Linked DNA regions of Callithrix jacchus: region 1 is linked to region 2. A link is a contact called in public Hi-C data. All regions are on one chromosome and are shown on one strand. The core of a region is the stretch at or near the end of the contact, and the rest is flanking DNA. Distances in the headings are between cores, read along the strand shown.

Region 1 (2,700 bases), core at 47-2,546, 180 kb after region 2:
ATTTCCACGATTTGTCTGGTAAATACCTTGTCTTCAAGCCCCAGCCTAAAGATGCCTCCTCTGGGAAGCCCACCATGACTTTTCCAGGCAGGATTTGCGGTCCTGTCTGCTACACTCCACTACCCTATGTTCTAGAGAGTTAGGGAAATTCAAAAGCTAGGCAAACAGACTCTGCCACCATTCTGCCTGAGTTCACTTCCTGGCTCAGCCACCGCCTTTCTGAGTCATCTGAAGCAAGGCACTCACCTCTCTGGCCTCCGTTTTACCATCTGTTAAACAATGTAATGATGGCACTGTGTTCCTGAGGTCACCGTGAGGACGAAACAAGGCAATGTCCCTAAAACAAGCACCTGCTGTAGTGTCCGCCCTTGTTACTCATAACCCTGGGCGGCTTTTACTGGACTGTGCTTGTGACCGTTAGAACCTTGAGGGCCAGGGCTATTCATCTCTGAATCTCTCTCTGCAGTGTTTAGAGGTGTTGTCCACAGTGTAGATGTTCAATTTCTACCTTCTGAAGGACGGAACAAAACACAGCTATGAAAAGGGATAAAATGAATCAAGCCGTAATGCAAAGACACGGTGGATGCAGGTGAAACGATGGGAAAGGAGCAAGGAATGTAGAAAAGTAAACGGGGGGAGAAGACGGTGCCCCGCTTTCAGAGGAGAAAAATTCCTATAAAATTCCTGTTCAGGCCGGGCGTGCTGGCTCAGGCCCGTAATCCCAGCTCTTTGGGAGGCCAAGGCAGGAGGATCACCTGAGGTCAAGAGCACTTTGGGAGGCCGAGGCGGGTGGATCTCCTGAGGTCAAGAGTTCGAGACCAGCCTGACCAACATGGTGAAACTTGGTCTCTACTGAAAATACAAATATTAGCACGTAGTGGTGGTGGGCGCCTGTAACTCCAGCTGTTCAGGAGGCTGAGGCTGGAGAATCGCTTGAACCCGGGAGACAGAGGTTGCAGTGAGCCAAGATCGCGCCACTGCACTCCAGCCTGGGTGACAGAGCGAGTCTCCGTTTCAAAAAAATAAAAAATTAAATTAAAAGTTCTCGTTCATCTTTTAACGTGGGGACTGCCCATTTTTATTTGGACGGTATTTTTCTCTGGCTGTCTCACTTCCCGGGACCTCAGAGCTCCCCGCTCCCTCGCCTCCCGCCCCACACGGGGCGGCGTCCCTCCTCCTCCTTCCTCCCACTCCCCGGGGAAGGGCCTCGGGCCTCGGCTGCAGCCCTGACCTCGCCTCCCACGCGGGCCAGCAGCCGGCCAGCCCGCGGGCGGGGCAGGAAGGGGGAGCCGCGGCCCCGGGCACCAAGATCCTTAACTGCAGCTTCCAAAGCCCTGGCTGATCCTAATCAGTGTGGGAAAGGAGCGCCGGGCCCAGCCCGCCGGCCGGAGACGCCGCCTCTTTTCATAAACTTTATCGCCGCGGTGCACAGCCGCTGATAATGTCCCATAAATAAACGAGCGGGCGGGAGTGCGCGGCTGTCCGGAGGCTGCCGGCGCGCACGCCCTGCCTCGGCCCCGCAGGCCCCGGAGGAAATGAATCACACACGCCGGGCGGCAGAGAGCTCGGTGTTCTCCTCTCCAGCCCAAGGCCGTAAATAATAATGCGTCCTTTCCTACGCAGAGACCCTCGCCTTTTGCTTTGTGCATTCCATAAAAAGCCCAGGAGTTTCCTTCCGACTGCCTGGCCTCCCCTCCTTGCCCCGGGAGTTAGGAGTGCTGTGTTCTGGGTTAGGTGCTTTCCTCAGATGGAGCTCCTGGGCCTGGGCGTGTGGCTCCGTGATCACAAGTCCCCTTTGGCTCTTGCACAACAGACCGAGGTTGGAGCAGGGCAGGGAGGTGGGGGTGCGGCGTGAGGTTGATGGGGGGATGGTTTGACATCTCTAGTGGCAAGTATTTGCTCGGTTCCCACCAAGGTGACCATGGACATGAGTGGTGGACAGCCTGCTGCGGCCGAGTCATCCTAGGAACCCTGGACACTGCTTATTCAGAAGCCAGGGAGAGCCATACCCTGATCACAAAGAAAGAGAGGACCTCGCCCCACTGAATGGAGTGTTCAAACGCCCCTTACACATTATTCAGCAGGCCTCATGATCTGGGTCCTCTCTTGCTTGACATTTTGACGTGAGGGTCCCTGAAGTTAATCTATGGTACAATTTTGGTGAGAAGAATTTAAGGACGATTCCATGAATATGAAACCATCTAGAAAGTCAGAGGTGTGTGGAATAGCCCAAAGCAGGTGAGCTCTGCGGCAAGGCCCAGGCTCTAACCCAGCCCAGCTTTGCGGCCTTGGGTAGCCACTGTCCTCCTCTGAGCCTCAGTTTCCCCATCTGTCTAATGATCTCTAAAGAGATCTTTTGGCTCTCCTGCTCACTTAGTGAGAAATCACATCCTTGCTATAAATTCTTCCATTTCTGTGGTGTCTCATCACAGGCCCCTCTGAAGAAACATTCTAATGTCCACCTAGAAGAAACCAGGGCACCAGTCTTTCCTATAACTGACACCTCATTAGCGAGATTAGCACTGGAAATTACCTCTTGGGGAAGTTACAGAGGTTCCGGAGCCCTCCAGCCAGAATAAAGTCAGCTTGTGGGGTAAAAAGATTTAAAAATAAAATCTAGTACATGATTTCAGCATTAGGTCAGTGCTTCTCTGCGCACCAATAAGCTCCATGGTGGCTGGGGTTCTGCTTCCTGTGAGG
Region 2 (2,700 bases), core at 108-2,607:
CCCTGTCCACAAGGAGCCTTGTGCAGCCCTATCCGGACATAGTTAGGCACCCAGCTCAGAAGATCAGGTCCTCTTCCAAATCCCTCGAAAGCAACTATCCTGTGCTGGCACCTAGGCTGAGGGGTGCACACACTGGGGCTGTGTATCCGTTGATGGCTCAGGGACCTAGGGGTGCACACACTGGGGCTGTGTATCCGTTGATGGCTCAGGGACCTAGGGGTGCACACACTGGGGCTGTGTATCCCCTGGTGGTCCCTACCTAGGCTTAAAGGTACCCACATTGGCAACATATCCTGGGCTTAGGGGTATATGCACTGGCTGTGTAAGCAATACTTGGGAAAGCAAACCTGAAGAAAAACCCATGTAAGCCCCAGAGCTGGCTAGTAGTGTTTTGGCAGGTAATTTAGGGGTCCCAGATGCTCAGGGTAAGGACTATACTAAGGAATGTAAGCTCCTGGTAGCCGTGTGCTCTTGAGTTGTTGGGCTTCTTACCCATGGGCATGGGCATGGGCATGGGCATGGTCCTAGAGAGTTCAGGACTCCTCTTGCACAGGCCTAAGAGTGGGATTGCTGTACTGGTAGCAGCCGTAAGAGTTAAGATCCACAGCTGGGTAGGTGGAGAGAATGAGCCAGCAAGTGTGGGCCCTCATCTAGTAACCCCTTATCTGCCCAAGGCCAGGTGGTGACAGACAGTGGTTCATGTCTGCCCCTCTGTCCAGCTCTTTGGTGTCAGGTGCCTGGTCATTTTTATACTCTTGGTAGCAACTATTAATAGCACTACCCTTCAAGGCACGTGTGTTCAAGGGCCATTTCTAAACTTTGTCATGATGCACATCATGAAAATAACACTGGACTTAGAATCAGGACTCGTGGGCTCTCTCTCTGCTCTGCCACACCTCACTCAGCCTAGACTTACCATGTTTCCTCCCCAGCCCTTACATTTTCCCATCTATAAAATAAGGGTGTTGGGGTGACAGTTTCCAAAGTTCCATTTGGATCTGAAGGTCTGTGGTTTATGACTCCTGCAAGTTAGTTTTCCTTATCTGTCCATCTTTCTCAACCCTAGGTACTCATTACCATCACCCAGGAAGCTTTAAAAAAATACCAGTGCCCAAGCCCTACCCCAGAGATTCTGCTTCAATTCTTCTGAGGCACGGCCCAAGCCAAAGCTCCCCAATGACTCTGACGTGCAGCCACGCCTGAGAAGCCCTGTTAGAGTTGGACGGCAGCTCTTCCCTCCGCCCACTCCTCACCCACATTCAGAAACAATGGAGCCAGACAGATGCCTGGCTGCAAAAGCAGAACAGCTGTAGGCAAGGCTAGACACTGGGTTCCCGGGGCGGGGGTCTCCTGCTCACTCTCCAGGAAGATGGGAATAAAGAGAGCCAATTTCCTGGCCTCAGGCTCCTCGCCTCCCTATCCATCTTCCCATCCTCCAGCTGAGAGCCTAGGGGGAGGAGGAGGGAGAGCAGGCAGCTGCCTAATCTGGGGAGATTTTCTCAGGGGTGGGGGAGGCTGACTTTTGGCTCCAGTCTTCCTCCGCCCTCACAGCTGGAGCTGGAGCAGCCAGAGTGAGCGCTGGGGCTGGGATCTCAGCTGCTGGCAGTTGTTCCCATGTTATGTCCCTGACAGCTGCAAATCTGCTGACGTGTTGCATGTGTGTGTGTCCCCCTACATGTGAGTGTGGACTCCAGCAGAACAAATAAGAGGTAGAATGTGGAGCCCAGGAGGTTGCCTGTTCTTGCTAGACTTCAAGATACCCCGTAACCCTTTCCTGACCCCCCACTTTCCTCTAGTCTGTAGCTCCCACAAGCTCCTAGTGCTTCCCTTCATTGAGATTCCATGCTAACCACAGATTCGATGATTACAATAGCTACCATTTACAGAGCGGGTCCTGGGTTCCAGGCATTCTCCTAAGGGGGATAGGCTGATGGTTCTGTTTAACCCTCTGAATAACCTTATGAAGCAAGCATCATGATTACTTCTATTTTATAGATGAGGAAATCTGGAACAGATAAGTTAACATTTAATCCAAGATCACACAGCTGCCAAGATTCAAAGTCAGGCAGTCTGGTGACAAAACGTGAGCTCCTTACCACGTTGCTATTCTGCCTCCTGTTGGTAATTGATCAGGTGAAGGTCTGTTCCAGTAACTGAGGTCTCTCAGCCCTGACATCCTAACAGTGGTGTTGCTTGCAAGACACACAGATAAACTGTATAAAACTTTGAGTTTTTTGTTTAGATCAGAGTTCATCTTGGCCCATATTGGCTGAGTTCATAAGCCAAAGTCAGAAGCACCTGTTATCGCCCTGCAGGGCTCTGCTTCTGGGCGGACTGGAGGGGAAGTCCTGAGAGGAGAATGGTCTGGGGCAGCATTGCCAGAACCAGGCTACAAAACATTATTGTAAGAGAACCCCTGATGATGGTGCAGAATGTGTGGGCCTGCTCCCTCCAACTTGCAAAGGCTCTGCTCCCTGGACGCCTGTGGCCTTTGCCCAGCAGTAGTATTGAGTTGGGTTGAAATATTCACATGCTGTTGTTTCCAGTGATGACAGAGGTCCTGCCTTTCTAAGACGGTGGGAGGCTGGGGGGCAGGGAGGGGTAGAATACGGCTTGTACCCGGATGTCCATAAAGCCTTTTGGTACTGGGGTGTTTTTTGCTGAGCCGACTGACCTAACATGTGCACAACCGTAGGCACA

What was found. Hi-C and Micro-C count contacts between places; a contact is called where the count stands out from the background.
Region 1: a Hi-C map of skeletal muscle shows a contact between it and region 2, with 7 times the contacts expected there. The contact joins two enhancer-like sites. A contact is called at or near these places in 2 of 3 Hi-C or Micro-C datasets (both in skeletal muscle).

What each region holds. Positions count from the first base shown.
Region 1 is chr15:22,905,390-22,908,089 of calJac240_pri, forward strand. No RefSeq gene overlaps it. Among named protein-coding and RNA genes, the nearest start is that of HES1, 140 kb to the right of the region's middle. Within about 2 kb of position 1,297, at least 9 of the 16 cell types and tissues checked have an H3K27ac peak or open chromatin away from gene starts, as enhancers often do. A contact at or near this core is called in skeletal muscle, where this site is marked.
Region 2 is chr15:22,729,439-22,732,138 of calJac240_pri, forward strand. No RefSeq gene overlaps it. Among named protein-coding and RNA genes, the nearest start is that of ATP13A4, 220 kb to the left of the region's middle. Within about 2 kb of position 1,358, at least 4 of the 16 cell types and tissues checked have an H3K27ac peak or open chromatin away from gene starts, as enhancers often do. A contact at or near this core is called in skeletal muscle, where this site is marked.